Regions from separate parts of the Mus musculus genome. Here region 2 is linked to region 1. Evidence: chromatin contacts called from public HiChIP or PLAC-seq data. All regions are on one chromosome and are shown on one strand. Each heading gives the region's core, a stretch centred on a gene start, on an enhancer-like site or on the middle of the called end of the contact. The rest is flanking DNA. Distances are from core to core; before and after follow the strand shown.

Evidence for each region. HiChIP or PLAC-seq counts read pairs in DNA pulled down with a chosen protein or histone mark.
Region 2: an HNF4G HiChIP or PLAC-seq map of pancreatic cancer cells shows a contact between it and region 1. The contact joins the promoter of Ihh here to the promoter of Vil1 in region 1. A contact is called at or near these places in 1 of 39 promoter capture datasets (liver) and 1 of 115 datasets of contacts at active chromatin or transcription factors (pancreatic cancer cells).

Annotation. Positions count from the first base shown.
Region 1 is chr1:74,408,109-74,410,808 of GRCm38.p6, reverse strand. It overlaps Vil1 (villin 1), which reads right to left and starts at 1,425. Exons shown (of 20, transcript NM_009509.2): 1 at 1,373-1,425.
Region 2 is chr1:74,950,347-74,953,046 of GRCm38.p6, reverse strand. Ihh (Indian hedgehog) reads left to right here and starts at 1,375. Exons shown (of 3, transcript NM_010544.3): 1 at 1,375-2,147. The coding sequence starts at 1,833.

The sequences.
Region 1 (2,700 bases), core at 176-2,675:
GCCTATTTATATATAAGTCTGAAGTCCCCAAACTCTACCACCTAGACAGACACAGCCTAGAGAGATGAGAGATGAGAGGTTTGGGTTTGGGTTTGGGTTTTGTTTTGTTTTGTTTTGTTTTGTTTTTCTGGTTTTTCAAAACAGGGTTTCTCTGTGTAGCCCTGGCTGTCCTGGAACTCACTCTATAGACCAGGCTGGCCTTGAACTCAGAAATCTGCCTGCTTCTGCCTCCCAAGTGCTGGGATTAAAGGCGTGTGCCACCACTGCTGGGCTTTCATTTTTTTCTTAAAGACAAAGTCTCGCTCTATAGCTCAGGCTGGCCTCAAACATATAGCAATCCTCCTGCTTCAGCCTCCCAAGTGCTCAGATTATACACACTACACACATGAACATCACTCATGCTTGTAGCTACCAACTCACAGCCCATAGTAGCTAGCACTCATACTGGCATTGTGAACTAGGGAACGGAACCTGTGGGCCTTTGGGGGGGTTTAAGTTCTTCTTCTCCCCAGCTACCTATCCTTGCATATCTACTGTCTTGTTGTTCTTGGGGTACAACTGTAGAGAATCCTGGGCGCTGCCGTGGGTTTTAGTTCCAGCTTTTAACTGGACAGGAATGTAGTAACACCATAGACTAGGTCATGCCCTATACAAAGGATACCCTCCTGCTAACCAAGACCTGGAAGCCCCCAGAGGCAGATTCTCCCAACCTCAAGTGACAGGGGGATTTCTGAGCAGATAACCTTGGTCTGAGTGAGTCCCAAACTTCTGGGCAGGTTTGGCTTTCACTGCCCACTCTGATATAAAATAGATCATGGTAACCGAAAAATGGAGGGGCCATTTCTAGGAAAGGGGTGATGTCCAGGCCTAATAGGGCCTAGGACACAGCTCCTGACTCTCCCCCTCTCTCCTGGTGGCTGCAGCTTACATCCCAGGATACATGTGCCAAGGATACGACCTCCCAGGAGTGTCAGGGGAATGGTGACACAAAGAAACCATTTCAGATGTGTAAGACATGAACACAGAAATGAGCAGCCAGAGAGAAGTAGTAAATACAGGCACGGAGTCCAAGTCTCAGGACTGTCCTGATTTTAATTGTAGAAATCTGAGTCCCAGGAGCCACCTTGGTCCCAGGGAATCTACACAGATGAAGCGAAGGTGACTTACAGGAAAGGGGGTCTGTGAACTTCCTTCATTGAAGGCCCAAGACAGCCTGCTGGCTTCTTGCTTCTTTCAGAGTTTCAGAGCACCTTACCTCACCCCCAAACTTATACCAAGGTGCTACAGAAAGCACAGGCTGCCAGAGAGAAGCAAGGACCCTGTCCCCTCCAACCACCTGTGGTCACCATGTGTCCCCACCCAATTGCCTTACCTGTCTGGAAGAGGCAGCCACCACCTGGGAGATCTTAGGAAGTTGTGGCAAGCTGGCTGCAGGAGACCGAACGACCTTTGTCCTCACCACCACCCCCCCCCCAGGAACTTCCTTCACCATATAAGGGAAGATAGGGCCCCAGAGAGAATGGATGGGGGGGTGGGGAAGTAGGTGCCCAGGTCCCTGGGAACCTAGAGCCCAGCAACAGCCTGACAGCCTGAGCTGCCGTGTGCCCCGCCCTTGGCTCTGCAGCTTCAGGGATGGGGTGCACTTCCGGCTAGGACCTGGGCTCTACCTGCAGGTAGGCAACCCCCACCAGGGCTGGCCACCCTCCAGCCCTAGAGAAGTGGCACGGGAGTCGGGGGTGGGGTGTGGCGGGGCGAGGGGGCACTGGATGGGGATGGAGTAGGACTCCTGGGGTCTTGTAGCTGGAACTCAGCACCCAAGGCCAGAGTTCACACTTGGGGTTCCCTTGGGACAGACAGGTGGGGCTCCTGGCACCCCTGCAGATCTCTCCTACTCAGCATGACCCTCGCTCAGTGGGCACAAGGGCCTTTCCCTTCTTCCTCCTTTCTGAGTGAGCCACGACCTCCACTTTTATGAGCTGCCATAAACCTGTGCCTTTGAACCCTGTTCTGCCGCCTGCCTTCTCCTCGGAACAAGGGCCTCCACCTCCCTGCCCTGGACCTGGGGATCTGCCTTGCTGCCCTCTGCTGTAGGTCTCTGGAAACCATGGCCTGCTTCCCCCTCCCTGCCTCTGCCCCCTGTAGATCTTCTGCCACCTTGGAATCGTGGTCTCCTTTAGGAGGGAAAGATGAAGATCGTGTTTGAGGGCAGCCTCTTCTTGACCTTCCCAAGAGCTCTGGAGACTGAATGTGTGTGTGTGTGTGTGTGTGTGTGTGTGTGTGTGTGTGTGTGTGTGCGCGCGCGCGTGCGCGTGCTCATAGTCAGCAAGGACAGTAAACATACTGCAGGTGCTGTTTTGTTCAGAAATAATGTAGCACCCGTTCTTGTGAATGAAAAGGGGCGTCTGTCCACCCAGTTGCAAGCCAAGCGGAAAGGAAAAACTCCAGGATAGATAATCACCCGTGAGTCACTGCTCATAATCTCTTTTGAGGTGTCTCAGATCCCTCTTCATTTTTTTAAAAAAAGATTTATTTATTAGTATATCTAAGTACACTGTAGCTCTGCAGCTGTCTTCAGATGCACCAGAAGAGGGTGTCAGATCTCATTATGGATGGTTGTGAGCCACCATGTGGTTGCTAGGATTTGAACTCAGGACCTTCCTTCGGAAGAGCAGTCAGTGCTCTTAACCGCTGAGCCATCTC
Region 2 (2,700 bases), core at 126-2,625, 540 kb before region 1:
CCAGTAGCTCAAGGCCATCCTCAACTCTGTGGCAAGGGATCAGCCTGGCTACCTGAGAGCCTCTTTCAAATACATGAGCAAAACAAATGACTTGAACTTCAAATATAGATCATCACGGTTTCCTTTGGTAGAGGAAGGTGCACGCGCACGTGTGTGTGTGTGTGTGTGTGTGTGTGTGTAGCATCATGATTTCTCTAGCATGTCTAGCATGGTGGTACTACTCCCCTGCCATCCCAGCACTCCGGAAATGGAAGCAAGAGAATCCAGAGCTCAAGGCTAGCCTGGACTCCGTAGGTGAGAGACTCCATCTGTAAAGAAAGGAAGGGGTTGAGGGTGAGGGTGAGGGAGGAAGATTGAGCTTTCTAATTATAACTTTATTAAATTTGTGGAACCCGTCGCAAACAGCACAAGATTTGACATTGTGGTGGTGATCTGTGCCCGTTAACACACTTGCGTCTTCTGGTTTGGGCAGTATAGATTATAATTCATCTGCCTTCCTGGATGTTCTATTAAAGTGCACAACCCTCATTCGCTTCCCGGGCAGTCTCTGCAGAGTCCGTGGCTTCTAACACTTCTGAAGTAGGACGAGGAGGAGCGAGTGATTCCCAGGCAGTGCCCGTCTGCAGGTGGATTGGGATCCGTTTGTTTGTTTGCTTGTTTGTTTGTTTGTTGTTTATGCAGCACGCTCAGTGCTCTTCCCTCTCTGTGGATGTCCCCACTTCAGGCTGTTATTCTGTATGGCCTTTCTCCCTTGTTTTTAACAGTGTTTCCAGTCCTATTTGACTCCTGACAAGGCTACATTGCCTCCACCCGCATCCCCTAGTTCTGTACTGGGCAGTATAGGGTCCCCAGCTGTGCACCAGGTCAATACAGAACCCTGCTCCTCCAAGCTGAGAAAGGGAATGTTGCCAGGGCCAGGGTGGGGCACCAGGTTATGAATGACCTCCAGCTTTCGGGTTTGCTTCTCCGCAGGGGACACCGTAGGCGGTTGTGCGGTCCGGCCACTACCCCCCTCTTGCGTCCGGCTGCGACGTGGGTTGCGGTCTCCGTGGGGGTGGCATCTCCTGTCCAGGAGATTTGCGCCTGGTGGGGCTCCCAGGAGCCGCAAGGAACGGGAAGGAGAGACCAGGGTGGGGTGAGGCCCGTCAGGAGGACAATCGCAGGCAGCGCAGGGGGCGCAAAGGGCAGCGGGCGGGTGGACGCGCGGCTGAGGAGCGCGCGGGACAGGGCTGGCTAGCCTTGGGGCCGCCCGCCGGAGGGGGAGGAGGCTGTGCTGCCCTTGCTGCAGGTTCGCTGTCGAGCGCGCAGGAGGCAGGGACATGGATAGGGTGCGGTCTGCGCGGGTCCCGAGCCCGGATCTCTTCCATTTCCCCTCTCACTCGACCCCGGGCTGCGCCGCAGACGGCAGCAGCTCCCGCTCTGCCCGAGCCGCCTGACCGCCGGGCCGGGGTGCTAACCGCGGGTCCCTTCAGTCCGCCGGCCGGGCCAGCCCAGCCCAGCCCGCCGGCCCTCAGCCCCGCCGCCCGCCGCCCCCCGCCGTCGCCGCGTTGCCAAAACAAACGGGCCGGCCTATTTATTGGCGGCCGGCGAGCCGGGCAGCTCAGAGTCGAGGCGCCGAGGGGGACAGCACGCCGCCACCAGCCAGGGCCCCGGGCCCCCGCCCCGCACCTGAGTCCCGTCGGCCTTGAGCCGCGTCGCGCTGCCCATGGCGCCCCCGCATGGAGTCCCCAAGAGCCACCCAGACGCCTGAGTCCCCGAAGCTGTCCCAGCCACGCGCCCACCTATCAGCCCACCAGGCGCCCTCGCCCGCTGCTCTCCCGGGCTACCCGGCCATGTCTCCCGCCTGGCTCCGGCCCCGACTGCGGTTCTGTCTGTTCCTGCTGCTGCTGCTTCTGGTGCCGGCGGCGCGGGGCTGCGGGCCGGGCCGGGTGGTGGGCAGCCGCCGGAGGCCGCCTCGCAAGCTCGTGCCTCTTGCCTACAAGCAGTTCAGCCCCAACGTGCCGGAGAAGACCCTGGGCGCCAGCGGGCGCTACGAAGGCAAGATCGCGCGCAGCTCTGAGCGCTTCAAAGAGCTCACCCCCAACTACAATCCCGACATCATCTTCAAGGACGAGGAGAACACGGGTGCCGACCGCCTCATGACCCAGGTGAGCGCGATCGGTCCTCCCAGCGCGCCATCGAAGCATCGCCACCTGCCCGGCCCTATCCTCTCTTCTAGCACCTTTTTTCTCGACTGCCTGGCACGCCCCCTGGCACCTGCCCTTCTTGTGAATCCCGGGTGTCTTTCTGCCCAAGATGGGCTGGCCAAGGAACCCCGCGGGAGTGTTAGCATCCGGGATCCCGCCCGGTGTCTTTGAGAGGAGCTTTCTGCCGCTGCCAAGCCCCGCAGGTTGGCGGGCGGCCCCTCTGCCCGCGAGTGCTGGCAGCTCAGGTCAAATCTGGAACTTGAAGGTACCTGGACCTGGCTGCCTCTTGTGCCTCCGGGAACCACGAAATCCCTCTCGGCCTAACATTTCTCACAGCCCAGCCCTGGTCATTACGAAGCCGTTTGGCATCCCTGAGGCGAAGAAGCTCAGGACACCGGGGACCCCGTGGCCTTCCCTTCCCTTGTGCCCTTGGTTAGCTGCGCTGCCCTCTCCTGGAGCAGCGACTTGGCTGGTTCTGGGCTTAAGGAATAGCAGGGGAAAGAAAGTCGAATGT